Regions from separate parts of the Mus musculus genome. Here region 2 is linked to region 1. Evidence: chromatin contacts called from public promoter capture Hi-C data. All regions are on one chromosome and are shown on one strand. Each heading gives the region's core, a stretch centred on a gene start, on an enhancer-like site or on the middle of the called end of the contact. The rest is flanking DNA. Distances are from core to core; before and after follow the strand shown.

Evidence for each region. Promoter capture Hi-C pulls out the DNA fragments that hold promoters and counts their contacts.
Region 2: a contact with region 1 is called in a promoter capture Hi-C map of epiblast stem cells, with 2.2 times the contacts expected there. The contact joins the enhancer-like site here to the promoter of Rab10os in region 1. A contact is called at or near these places in 9 of 39 promoter capture datasets (the HPC-7 cell line, HPC-7-derived erythroid cells, cranial neural crest and 6 more), 1 of 15 datasets of contacts at CTCF or cohesin (the NIH/3T3 cell line), 7 of 484 Hi-C or Micro-C datasets (the AML12 cell line, the HPC-5 cell line, the MNK3 cell line and 4 more), 6 of 115 datasets of contacts at active chromatin or transcription factors (CD8 T cells, effector CD8 T cells, embryonic forebrain and 2 more) and 1 of 9 other capture datasets (liver).

Annotation. Positions count from the first base shown.
Region 1 is chr12:3,231,123-3,238,415 of GRCm38.p6, reverse strand. Rab10os (RAB10, member RAS oncogene family, opposite strand) reads right to left here and starts at 2,625. Exons shown (of 7, transcript NR_015551.1): 1 at 2,487-2,625; 2 at 1,004-1,131; 3 at 756-825; 4 at 304-387.
Region 2 is chr12:3,274,899-3,282,191 of GRCm38.p6, reverse strand. All of the region lies in intron 1 of Rab10 (RAB10, member RAS oncogene family), which reads left to right. Among named protein-coding and RNA genes, the nearest start is that of Rab10, 31 kb to the left of the region's middle. Within about 2 kb of position 2,936, at least 12 of the 459 cell types and tissues checked have an H3K27ac peak or open chromatin away from gene starts, as enhancers often do. A contact at or near this core is called in epiblast stem cells, where this site is marked.

The DNA.
Region 1 (7,293 bases), core at 1,376-3,875:
ACTTCAAAGAAGCTGATGTATGCAAATTCATGCAAAACCCACAAAAAACGCATGCAGAGCACAACTATGACATCATTTTGGTTTATGCTAATTTGCCCAAGACGTCACACACAAATCTATGCAAATTTGTCCTGAGAGAACTGGTGTTAACTTATACAAATTTATTCAAATGAGCCCAAAATATGCAAAATCATGCAAATGTATGCAGCCCCCATCCCCTCAATCTATTATCCCAGAACCACTTGGTAGAGTCTCAGACAGGGCGTGGGCAGTGTCATGTGCAGGCAGGGGGCAGGGCCTCACCATCCTTCGCTGGTGTGCTGTTGTCCAAGTAGTCGTGGATCAGCTCCTCCTACAGTAGAGAGAAAGTCACTTCCTGGGCAGGGCCTGCGGGGAAAGGGGGCAGGGTCAGGCGATGGGGTGGGGCCTTGGGGGTCAGGGGCAGGGCCTGGGTGACTCATTTGGCCTAAACTTCCTGGGGTGGGGGTGGTACTTCCTGTCAGGGCCTCAGACAGGAAGTCCCACCTCATACAGGAAGTTCCACCCCCACACACTGATGATGTCATCTAACCCCATCCCCAACATAAAAGACCCACCTCCAGGTTATGACCCTGCAGAAAGTAAGTTATGGCATAGACAGGAAGCTCCCTCCCCAATGACGTCACCCCAGGCCCCGCCCCACAAAGTAACGCTCCCCCCCGCCCCCCCCACTGCCAACATTGACCCTGTGAACCTGCCCACAACACTCTGCTCACCTCCGTGGATGCCCCAGGTGAAGATGGCTACCCTCATGATGACGCTGTGCTGCTCTGCTTCCTGCTCAGCCTGGGGGATGGGACGGGGTCACAGGGGTCAGGGTTCATCCAGGCCATGCCCACCAAACCACCATGCCCATCACTTCTTGACTATGCCCACCACTTCCAGTCCCACTTTTCACTTCCTGTTTTCTCCTATGATGTCACTTTCTGTTCTGCCTGCTCCGTCCCCAGAAGGCCCCACTCACCTGTACAGCACCCCCCATGGCGTCCTCCTGGTCCTTTGACTTCTCCAGGATCAGCCCCTCCAAGGCCTGTGGGTCAGTGGTGGGGTCATCACAAGGGGTGGAGTCAGGGGCGGGGTCAGTGAGGTCACCTGAATAGATTTGCACAAATTTGCATGACAGGAAGTAAGCAGGCAGGGCCTGAGGTGATGGGCGGGACAGGAAGTGGAGGGCATGGCCAGGCACAGTGGGCTTGGCTGGAAGTGTGCAATGGCGTTGGGAAGTGGGCGGGGATAAGATGAAAAGGGTCGAGGCCTGCAATGGGTGTGGAAGGGGCAGGGCCACACACCACCACAGGGTCAAGGTCTCTGGGTCTTCCTGGGGGAGGGACGGGTGGAGCTGGAAGTGACATCATACCAGACTTCCTGGCAGCCCCTCACAGAAGCCCCACCCACAAGTCAGAAATCCTGAAAATGACATCACTTCCAGTGGGCCTGGCCCCACCCACCATCCTGATGTCTTGCCCATAAAGCTCCCAAAAAGCAGGAAGTGACATCACTTGTGGTTGGTGTGGTGACCTCATTTCCCCGCTCCATCATCCCCAGAACCCACCCTCTTCTCCCAAACTCAGAACTGCAATCATGATGCCACTTACAGTGGGTATGGCCACCAACAGACCACGCCCATCTTCCTAAAAAGATGAAAGTAGCTACCCTGAGGCCCCTTCCCACTGACCTTTGTGCCCCCCCCCCCTCGCGGCAAAGTACTGGAGGCAGGGCCAGGTGGCCTTGCTCAGCATCTCGGGGAAGGCAGGATGGACGACCATGAAGGCCAGGCCCTGGGGTGGGGGGAAGGGGTGAATGGGTGGGGTCAGACACGCGTCAAGGCCCTGCCCACAATGACTCAATCACTCTTGGGCACACCCCCAGCCAGGACGTCAAGAGAATATATACAATATATACAAATGCGGGGGGGGGGGTGTCACAGGGTGATGACATCATCTGGACACGTGTCAATGGCAAGGAGGGAAACTGTGACATCATCTGAACTCAGGAAAAGCCATAACGTCATGCAGTTTTATGCAAATGCATGCAAATTTACATGACAAATACACGCAGAGTAAAGCCATAACATCGTTTATGTTTATGGAAATTTACTCAGGGGAGCTGTCATTATGCAAATTTATGCAAATTTTCATCATGCGAAACTGATGTCACATGAGCGTATGCAAATTCCCAACGTACACGATATGCTAATTTATACAGGTCAGGGGAGGTTATATAAACCTGGGTAGAACAAAACCAAGCAGCCATTCAAATTCACTCAAATTCATGCAAACGAGCAGCAATGAAACTTAGACCCCATGCAAATCTATGTCTCTTGCAGGAGCTTAGTTAAGACCCCGCCCCAGGCCCCTGTCACTCACGCTCAGCCACTCCCAGCCCTCGCTCAGGCTCCGTCCCTGGCCTGTCTGTCAGTGCCTCTTGGGAAAAAACAGGTCACTCACCTGAAGCTACGTCCACATGCCACTCCGCTAGTCGCTGTCAATCCCGTGGGGACCAAGTGTCACTCACGTGAAACCCCGCCGACATGTCTCGCACAGCGAACCCCAGGATCTCCTTCCGCCGCGAGGAGGCGCTCGCCAGGACGACGCGGTGCCAGCGCAGGCACGTGCGGGGTGATGTCACAGCGACATCTGGGCGGGGAGTGATGACGTCGAACGGGTCGCCTGTGGTTCTGCGGTTCGCCGAAAGGTCAGGAGCTGAACCGGTGACGTCGCTGGAGTCGCCGGGGATTGGGGCGGGGGGGGGGTAACGGTGGTTGCGGCGGGGAAACCGGAAATCGGTCGCGCTGCTCCGAAAGGGAAAACCGGGTTCGGCGAAGAGAGGAACTGCACATCCGCTGTTTGCTTGTCCGCTTCTGATCAGCGGAACCCGGAACTGGAAGTCTTCAATGTCACGCTGCCGCTCCGAGTTCTCGTGAGATTTACAATGCGGTAGAAGGACTCACTTCCTGTTGGAACGGAGGAACTTCCTGTCTGGAAGTTAGGGTTCAAGCATGCTGGGAGTTGCAGTTATTTCCTGCTTTAGGCATGACTTCCTGTTTGCCATAGGAAGTGACGCCACAGTAGCCCCGAGTTTCACTGGGAGGCACGCTGGGAGGTGTAGTTCCTACCTGTACATCTCCGGGTCTAACCTCCCAGGAACGTACCGTATTAATACGCTGCCCTGTCACCGGGTCGAAGCGCCCGCATGCCCGGCCTCCCCTCACCGTGGCCGCTTCACCGCAGGCAAATCCATATCCTTTGACACCAACCGGAGCGGATGCAGTAACCATCTCACCTGTGATGCAGTGACCATCCCAAGGGAGATGTAATGACTCTTACCTGAGATGCAGTAACCATCTCACCTGAGATGCAGTGACGATCCCAACTGTGATGCAGTGACCATCCCACATGAGATGTAGTGAGCATGCCACTTGAGATGTATTGACAGTGATTATCCTACCTGAGATACAGTGACCATCCACCTGAGATGCAGTGACCATCTCACCTTTGATGCAGTGAACATTCTACCTGAGTGATTCTTACATGAGATGCAGTGTCCATGCCACCTGAGATGTTGTAACCATTCCACCTAGGATGCAGTGACTATGCCATCTGAAATGTAGTGACCATCCCAGGTGAGATGGGATGATAATCCCACCTGTGATGCAGTTGACTATCCCACCTGAGATGTAGTGACCATCCCACCTGAGATGAAGTGACCACTTGAGATGTGATCGTCTCTCCTGAGATGAAGTCACCATCTTACCTGAGATACAGTGAAAATCCCACATGGGATGCAATGACTATCCAACCTGAGATGTAGAGAGTCGTCTTAACAGAAATGCAGTGACCATCCACCTAAGATTCAGTGACTATCCCACGTGTGAAGTTGTGACCATCCCAAGTGAGATGGGATGACAATCCCACTAGTGATGCAGTGACTGTCCCACCTGAGATGCAGTGACCATGCCACCTGAGATGTTGTGACTATCTCACGTGAGATACTATGACAATCCCACCTGTGATGCAGTGACCACCCCACCTGAGATGTAGTATCCATCCCTCCTGAGATGCAGTGACCATCTTACCTGAGATGCAGTGAACATCCCACATGGGATGCAGTGACCACCCCATCTGAGAGATGTAGTGAGTCTTACCAGAGAATCAGTGACCATCCCACTTGAGATGTTTTGACCATCCCACTTGGGATGCAATGACCATGCCACCTGAGATATAGTTACCATCCCACCTGTGATGCAGTGACTATCCCACCTGTGATGCAGTGACAATTCCAACTTTGATGCAGTGACCATTCCACCTGAGATGCAGTGACCATCCCATCTGTGATGTAGTGACCAGGTGTACTAGTAATTAGACACATTAGAATTCATTATAACTCTTTTTATTCAAAGAAAACAAGACATTTTCACTTAATTGATGTGAATTTCTAAATGCAATAAGGATCTTATTGTATGTTCTTTAGTTGTATACACTGCATTTCATTATCTTGATGTATTTTCATAAGCACATTATGAAGAAACCTGTACAAGGTGTTATAGCAGGAAGAAAAGTGATTTAACACAGAAAAGAGTTAATCTTGACTGCCTGAGAGTTCTACTCTGTGCTAGTAACAATAATAGTGTATTTTTTTAGTGTACAGGTGTATTAGTAATTAGACAAATTAGAATACATTAAAATTGTGCTTATTCATAGAAAACAAGACATTTTTGCTCAATTGATGTGAATATTTATGATAAGAAGGACCTTGTACTGGCTAGTTTTGTGTCAACTTGACACAGCTGGAGTGATCACAGAGAAAGGAGCTTCAGTTGAGGAAATGCCTCCATGAGATCCAACTGTAAGGCATTTTTTCAATTAGTGATCAAGGGGGAAAGGCCCCTTGTGGGTGGGGCCATCTCTGGGCTGGTAGTCTTGGTTCTATAAGAGATCAGGCTAAGCAAGCCAGGGGAAGCAAGCCAGTAAAGAACATCCCTCCATGGCCTCTGCATCAGCTTCTGCTTCCTGACTGCCTGAGTTCCAGTCCTGACGTCCTTTGGTGATGAACAGCAGTATGGAAGTGTAAGCGGAATAAACCCTTTCCTCCCCAATTTGCTTCTTGGTCATGATGTTTGTGCAGGAATAGAAACCCTAAGACAGATCTTATTGAATGTTATTTCCTTTAGTTGGCTGCACTGTATTTCATTATCTTGACGTATTTTCATAAGCACATTATAAAGAAAACTGTACAAGGCTTTATAGAAAGAAGAAGAGTTTTTTTTTTTTTTTAATACAGATTCTACAGAAAAGAGAGTTAACCTTGAATGCCTGAGAGTTCTACTCTTTGCTAGTTATAACAACAGTGTATTTTTTTAGAGTTCAGGTGTATTAGTAAGCAGACACATTAGAGTATATTATAGCTGTATTTATATGAAGACATTTTTGCTCAATTGACGCAAATTTCTAAATGTGAAAAGAAGGATCTTAGTAAATGGTATTTCCTTTAGTTGGGTAGACTGCATTTCATTATCTTGATGTATTTTCATATGCACATTATAAAGTAAACTCTACAAGGTTTTATAGCAAGAAGAAGATTTTTTTTAACACAGAAGCAACAGAAAAGAGAGTTAATCTTGAATGCCTGAGAGTTCTACTCTGTGCTACTAACAACAATAGTGTATTTTTTTCGTGTCCAGGTGTATTAGTAATTAGACACATTAGAATACACTATAACTGTGTTCATATGAAGAAAAGACATTTTCACTCAAGTGTTATGAATTTCTAAATGGGACAAGAAGGATCTTATTGAATGTTATTTCTTTAATGGGCTACACTGTATGTAATTATCATAAAATATTTTCACATGTCCTTTGTAGGTGGGGAACCTTCTGCTCTGTGTTCAGGACCCATCCATATCTAAACATAAAAGCAATCTACAGCAAACCAGTAGCCAACACCAAAGTAAATGGAGAGAAGCTGGAAGCAATCCCACTAAAATCAGGGACTAGACAAGGCTGCCCACTTTCTCCCTACCTATTCAATATATTACTTGAAGTCCTAGCCAGAGCAATTCAACAGGAGGTGGTCAAGGGGATACAAATTGGAAAGGAAAAAGTCAAAATATCACTATTTGCAGATGATATGATAGTATATATAAGTGACCCTAAAAATTCCACCAGAGAACTCCTAAACCTGATAAACAGCTTCAGTGCAGTAGCTGATATAAAATTAACTCAAATCAATGGCCTTTCTCTACACAAAGGATAAACAGGCTGAGAAGGAAATTAGGGAAACAACATCTTTTACAGTAGTCACAAATAATATAAAATACCTTGGTGTGACTCTAACTAAGGAAGTGAAAGATCAGTGTGATAAGAACTTCAAGTCTGTGAAGAAAGAAATCAAAGAAGATCTCAGAAGATGGAAAGATTTCCCATGCTCATGGATTGGCAGGACCAATATAGTGAAAATGGCTATCTTGCCGAAAGCAATCTACAGATTCAATGCAATCCCCATCAAATTTTCAACTCAATTCTTCAACGAATTAGAAAGGGCAATTTGCAAATTCATCTGGAATAACAAAACCTAGGATAGCAAAAACTCTTTTCAATGATAAAAGAATCTCTGGTGGAATCACCATGCCTGACCTAAAGCTGTACTACAGAGCAATTGTGATAAAAACTGCATGGTACTGGTATAGCGACAGACAAGTAGACCAATAGAATAGAACTGAAGACCCAGAAATGAACCCACACACCTATGGTCACTTGATCTTTGACAAGGGAGCTAAAACCATCCAGTGGAAAAAAGACAGCATTTTCAACAAATGGTGCTGGCATAACTGGCAGTTATCATGTAGAAGAATGCAAATTGATCCATTCTTATCTCTTTGTACTAAGGTCAAGTCTATGTGGATCAAGGAACTCCACATAAAACCAGAGACACTGAAACTTATAGAGGAGAAAGTGGGAAAAATCCTCGAAGATATGGGCACAGGGGAAAATTTTCTGAATAGAACAGCAATGGCTTGTGCTGTAAGATTGAGAATTGACAAATGGGACCTGATAAAATTGCAAAGCTTCTGTAAGGCAAAAGATACTGTCAATAAGACAAAAAGGTCACAAACAGATTGGGAAAGGATCTTTACCAATCCTAAATTAGATAGGGGACTAATATCCAATATATATAAAGAATTAAAAAAGATGGACTCCAGAAAACCAAATAACCCCATTAAAAATGGCTAAACAAAGAATTCTCAACTGAGGAATAT
Region 2 (7,293 bases), core at 1,687-4,186, 43 kb before region 1:
CTAAGAAGAACAGAATTATCTAAACACAAAGTTTCCAGATATATATTATATGTCTTTATACAAGTTGATTTTTTTCTCTGTCTTTATATTCTTTTTTTTTTAAAATTGCTTTGAGTTTAAACTAAATAGAGACATTTAGTTTGATGTTAGCTACTGGTTTGCTGTATATTGCTTTTTTATGTTTAGATATGGGCCTTGAATTCCTGATCTTTCCATGACTTTTATCACGAAGGGGTGTTGGATTTTGTCAAATGCTTTCTCAGCATCTAATGAGATGATGATGTGATTTTTGTCTTTGAGTTTGTTTATATAATGGATTCCATTGATGGATGTCTTTATATTCTTTATATGCTACATCCATTGTAGTAAACTGAATGGGGAAGCACTTAAAACTTGCTCGCTGTCTGTCAAGGTAACATCAGTGTTACAAAACCTTAACATCATGCCACTTTTCTCACTAAGTTTTACTTTTATTTTGGATAATGTTATTTAATTTTATTAAATTGCCTGTATGTATGTCTGTAGTATGTTCATGCAGAACCTTTGGAGGTGAGAAGATAATGGGTGCCAGACAATTGTGAGCTGCCAAGTGGGTGTTGGGAATTGAATCTATGTCCTCTGGAAGAGAAGTCAGTGCTCTTAACCACTGAGCCATCTTTCCAGCCCTGGATAATGTTATTATCATTATTTTTTAATAAAAATGTTATTTATTTATGCAGTATGTTATTTTCAAGGATGCTAGTCTTGTGCTTAAAATTTTCTCAGTTTTAATTTCTAGTTTGGTGAATGCAAATTGACATAAACTGTGTGAGCAAAAGCTTAACTGAGTCCTCAGTAATTTGGGGGCAAATGTGCCTTTAAAAAACACTTCTGTGTACATGTTTATGTCATGAGATGTACTTGACAGACAGATTTGATGTGGTATCTATGTTTATCAGAAAACAAACACTAAGTTTATATTTGCTTGTTTTAAAAGGAAAGGAGATGGTGGGGCATGGCAACCCAGCATCTTGGACACAGAAGTAGGAAGATGGACACAGGTTGGGCATATACAGGAGGTCCCAGACCAGCCAGACTCAAAAAAACTCAAAAGAAAAGAGAAATAGTTGAGTTGTTTCAAAGGTGGTGGAAGGCATGGGTTGGAAGAGCAAATGGGAGAAGGGGGTTTTTATCCAGAGATCAAGGAACCACTACTTTCTTTGGGCTGCAGCTCTAAGCATGTACTTAACTTCTTTTGAGCTGTTAAAGGTATCCTTTTTATTGTTGAGCTAGGCATGGGGGTACATACCTATAGACTGAAGTTGAAGTGGGAGGATCACTTGAGCTTGTGAAGGCAAGACTAATGTGGACAAGACTTCATCTTAAAACAGAGACAGGCCAGGCGTGGTGGCGCACGCCTTTAATCCCAGCACTCGGGAGGCAGAGGTGGGTGGATTTCTGAGTTTGAGGCCAGCCTGGTCTACAGAGTGAGTTCCAGGACAGCCAGGGTTATACAGAGAAACCCTGTCTCGAAAAACCAAAAAAACCACCACCACCATCACCCCCCCCCCCCACACACACACACAAAATCCAAAAATCAGAGATCAGAGACAGAGGGGGCTGGAGAGATGGCTCAGTGGTTGAGCACCAACTGTTCTGCCGAAGGTCCCGGGTTCAAATCCCAGCAACCACATGGTGGCATACAACCATCTGTAAAGAGATCTGATGCCCTCTTCTGCTGTGTATGAAGACAGCTACAGTGTACTTAACATATATATTAAAAAAAAAGAAACAGAGACAAAAAAACCTGTTCTTATTGCTCTGTCTTATGAACTGATGCTTTGTGCTGGACCGCCCACTGCTGTTGCCTCTGAATAGAGGCAGAGTAATCAGATGGCTTGCTTTTTTTCCCTTTCATCTCATTTCCTGCTAGGATGTTAAATTAGCCGATCATATCCTGAAACAGGCTTTCAGAGCTGGTACTATAGATGAGAATCAGAATATGACACTAAGAGCTTCATATGCATAACAGGTAGAGTGCATCATCCTTGTCCTCATGGTTGTCATCCTCCTTTTCCACCACCATCATCATCATCATCATCATCATCGTGTGTGTGTGTGTGTGTGTGTGTGTTTATTTGTATGCAGGCACACATGCCCATGTGCATACACATAAAGGCTAGAGGAAGATGCCAGCCCATTTAATCTTACCACACTATTCCCTTGACTTAGTGGTTAAGGGCACTTGTTGCTCTTTCAGAATACCTCAGTAAGTTTTGTCCCACAAACCCATATCAGACCGCTTACAACTTTCATTAACTTTTTTTTTTTTTGTTGTTGTTGTTTTTCAAGACAACATTTCTCTGTATAGCCCTGGCTGTCCTGGAACTCACTCTGTAGACCAGGCTGGCCTTGAACTCAGAAATCCCCCTGCCTCTGCCTCCCAAGTGCTGGGATTAAAGGTGTGTGCCACCACCTCCTGGCAACTTTCATTAACTCTTAACTCCAAGAGATCTGATGTCTCTCGACACCTCCTGTACTAGTACTCACAAATGCACATATCTATATGGAGATACACTTACCTTCCTGTACATAATTTAAACAGCACATAGAACTATTTTTGTCAAAACCATCTAATTAAATCAGTTTATTAAAATAGCTGTGTAGACGTCGTAAGTGAAGACTTCAGCCTCTACTCCCGACTAAATACTGATGGAAATAATCCTGACAGTTTTAGGACCGACTGATTGTTCAAGTAAACCAGTCACTTGAGGATTCTTATCCAATCCATGTCTTAGAATCTTCACCGCAAGGTGTTTTAGCTCTAGTGATTTGCAAATCTTGCAGTCAAAGGAACTGGTCCTTTTACGTTTACATCTTGGCTTGTACTCGTCTGATCAAGTCAGCACACACCTCCAGAGACTTCCTGTGCTGTTGCTAAGGGTACTTCTATTTGGGTGAGTGATTTGCTCCTTGGTGGGAGTAAACAGTGGTGAGTGAGGAGCTGGAGCTAGTAAAACAGAGCTGTGTTGCAAAGCAGGGAGGAGGAAAGTTCAGAAGGAACAGGTTAGAGCACTAGAGTATTATGAAGGAAGCTAAAAATGGTAGATTATGGTTGTAACCTTAAGGTTCCATTTAGTAGGAAGAGTTAGAGCTTTTTGGGCAATGGGTCAATATGAAGGAAGTGAGATTACAGTGGGAAAATTGATAAGAGAAGGTAATGTTGTACTTTTAAGTTGCAGTTTATCTGGGCTGGAGAGTTAGCTTAGCAGTTAAGACCACTGTCTGTCTTTCCCGAGGTCATCAGTTCAATCCCCAGCAACCACATGGTGGCTCATAACCATAGATATAGTGTGATCAAATGCCCTCTTTGGGAATATAGGTGTATGTGCAGATAGGGTACTCACATAAATAAGTAAGTAAGTAAGTAAGTAAATAAATAAATACTCACTTTCTCTTTTATGTGCGGATGGTGTGTGTGTGGGCAATTGTATGGCAGTATGCATGTGTATTTGCTTGGGTTCAAGGAATCAAACTCATGTTTCCAGGCTTGAGTGTTAAGCACAACTTTCTGTTGCGCCTCCTCACTGGAATGATTATACTGTATTTTAAGAGAGAGCTATGAAAAATTGTAGTGGAATTTAAGCTTTATCTGGTAGAATTAAGAGCAAGAATGACATAATGAAAAGGAGCAGTATACAGTATTAGAAGGAAGACCAGAATGATGGGAGAGCATAGCATGAAACAGAAGAGGCTATCAGGAAGGCTGGAAACCATTAGCGGTCTGAGCAGGAGATGATGGTATGACAGTAAAGACAAGACTTCTAAAGAGTATTTGAATGAAACGGTGAACTTTGAGACTTTGGATTGTGAGTGGTAGATTGAAAATGAATCAGAGGTGACTCAAAATTTTAAACTGCTCATTTCTAATGAAATTGTGTATTGGGATTAGAAACAAATGATTGGAAAATTCAGAACCTACAAAAGATGAGAAATGTGCTTTCAGAAATATTGAGTAAGATTAATGAAAGAATTAATGACGAGGCTTATGGTAGTTCTATTCATGTATATATTCTATATGCTTTTAGGAGAAAGTAGATAGTCAAGATAGCCACTGGCCACTTCTATTCATAGCCCAGTTTATACCCTGCAGAAATGATTGACATAACACGAGAAAGTCATGTAAGAAATAATGATATGGAAAAAAAAATCACCAAAAGGGGATCTACTCAAACAGCTGCCTGAGCATGTTGGTATACACCTTTAATCCCAGTGCTCTGTAGAGAGACCCTGTCTCAAAAAAACAAAAAACAAAAAACAAACCAGAATGCTAGAGAGATGGCTCAGCAATTAAGAACAATGACTGTTCTTCCAGAGGCCACGAGTTCAAATCTCAGCAACCACATGGTGGCTTACAACCATCTGTAATGAGATCTGATGCCCTCTTGGGCATCTGAAGTTAGCTCTAGTGTACTTATATATAATAAATGAATAGGGCAGAGAGAGTGGGGCTGGAACGGGCCCTGGGGTGGGGTAGGAGGGACACAGAACAGAACCAAACAAACTCAAGCCCTTATGCTTTTTTCATCCTGACTGAGCCATTTCCCCAGCCCAAAATAGGGCTGGTTGTGGTGACACATGCCTTTAATTCCAGCAGAAGAATCTCTTAAGTTTGAAGTCAACTTAGTCAACTCAGTGACTTCCAACACAGCCGGAACTACATAGAGAGACCCTGTCTCAAAAACAACAACAACAAAGCAAATTAAAAAAAGTATATGAAGAAAGCTAAAAAGGAAAAAAAAAAATCAGGTATAAAATCCAGATTATTCTAGTTTTGTTTCTTTAGTTAGAGTATAAAAATGTCAGTGTATAGTGTGTTTGAGGCCAGTCTAAACTTTTTTGTGAGAGCCTATCTCAAGATAAAATAGTCACGCATGTAAAAAATATTACCACTTGTACAAGAAAATTATCTTGTTTGTTTAACTTTTTACTCAATTCTTTTTTTAAAGAGTTACTTTTATTTATATGAGTACACTGCAGCTGTCTTCAGACACACCAGAAGAGTGCATTGTATCCTATTACAGATGGTTGTTGGATGTGTGGTTGTTGGAAATTGAACCAGGACCTCTGGAAGAGCAGTCAGTGTTCTTAATGGCTGAGCCATCTCTCCAGCCCTTTACTCAATTCTTAATGCTAATAATCATCATAATAGGATGTTTTCTTTCATCAAAAAGAAAAAAATTTCATTGGCTTAAATAGTTTTATCTCAGTCTGAATAAGTTTCAGTAAATAAAAGTTATGTCTAAAACCTTGAGAGAATGATAGATACTGAAGTACCAGGCTGCAAGGGATCTGGAACGGAGATTCAGAACCTCGTACGTTTTTAGGTGAAGGGTATGTATGGGCAAGGGATACATGCCATTCATTGGGTTCTCAATGAAAAGTGTTCCAAAAAGAAGATGAAAGTTTGCTTTTGGGTGTTTTTCCTGCATGTATGTCTGTGCACCATGTGCACACGGTGTTTGTGAAGGCCAGAAGAAAGGGTGTTGAATCTCCTGGAACACCCCAGTTAGAGACAGTTGTGAGTTGCCTTATAGGTGCTGGGAGTTGAACCTTGCTCCTTTAAAGTGTCACTAACCCAACTGCTTAATTTTGAAAAGCAGTGATGTTTGAGGACTTCCAGGGGTCTAGCAGTAAACAGACAGGAAACTGGACAAAGCTTGTGAAACAACTGCTCCTGTGAAAAAGAAGAAAAATATATTGAGCCCTTTAATCTCCTCAGATTTCTGTCTGAAACTGGATTCCAATGCTTAGTTTAAGCAGGCAAAGGCAGTCTTCTCAGACCAAGGGAATAAAAAACAAAGTATAATCTGGACAGAAGGCAGGAATTCGTAGGGTTGACTAGCATAAAAGATTAAAGAGTGAGATACAGAAGTCTTCAGAAGAGTCCCTTTCTGTCTTGGGTGACATTAAGTGAGGTTCATGGACTGGGCAGGTTTAACAGCTATGAAGAAATTGGTGGAAGTTAATGGCACTCATAGGTTGGGAGACAGTCTAACTTCCAATATGGTAATATCCTTATCCCTAAGGATAAAGTAATCTGAGAAAAGACCACTTTAGCCTCTAAAGGTGAGAAGAATGGAGAGAGAGAGAGAGGAAAAAAAAAGCCTGATAAGCCTTCAAAAGACTAAGTAAGCTAGGTGGTAGTTTAGTGGTAAAGTACTTGCATATCATGCAGGAGGCACTGGATTCTATTCTGTCTCACAAAGTAAGCAAAGAAGATTAAGCCAGTTTTGTGTTTTGTTTTCTTTCTTTCCTTCCTTCCTTCCTTCCTTCCTTCCTTCCTTCCTTCCTTCCTTCCTTCCTTCCTTCCTTCCTTCCCCTCTCTCTCTCTCTCTCTCTCTCTCTCTCTTTCTTTCTTTCTTTCTTTCTTTCTTTCTTTCTTTCTTTCTTTCTTTCTCTCTTTCTATTAGGTATTTTCCTCATTTACATTTCCAATGCTATCCCTAAAGTCCCCCATACCCTCCCCCCAACTCACCTACCCACCCACTCCCGCTTTTTGGTCCTGGCGGTCCCCTGTACTGGGGCATATAAAGTTTGCAAGTCCAATGGGCCTCTCTTTGCAGTGATGGCCGACTAGGCCATCTTTTGATACATATGCAGCTAAAGTCAAGAGCTCCGGGGTACTGGTTAGTTCATATTGTTGTTCCACCTATAGGGTTGCAGATCCCTTTAGCTCCTTGGGTACTTTCTCTAGCTCCTCCATTGGGGGCCCTGTGATCCATCCAATAGCTGACTGTGAGCATCCACTTCTGTATTTGCTAGGCCCCAGCGTAGTCTCACAAGAGACAGCTATATCAGGGTCCTTTCAGCAAAATCTTGCTAGTGTATGCAATGGTGTCAGCGTTTGGAGGCTGATTATGGGATGGTTCCCTGATATGGCAGTCTCTAGATGGTCCATCTTGCCAGTTTTCAATGAACTGCCATAAAGGCAAAACCCATAATTTAAAACAGTCTATATATCATTATTGGCTGGTGTGGTAGTACACACATGAAACTATGGTATTTGGGAGGTGGAGTGCAGAAGCATCAAGAATTCAAGGCCAGGACTGGAGAGATGGCTCAGGGGTTTAAGAGCATTGACTGTCGGTAATGGGATCCGATACCCTCTTCTGGTATGTCTGAAGACAGCTACAGTGTACTCATATACATAAAATAAATAAATAAATCTAAAAAAAAAAAGGAATTCAAGGCCAGCTTTGGTTTTAGTAGAGTTCAGGGCCAGTCTTGGCTACATGAGATTCTTGAGACAGG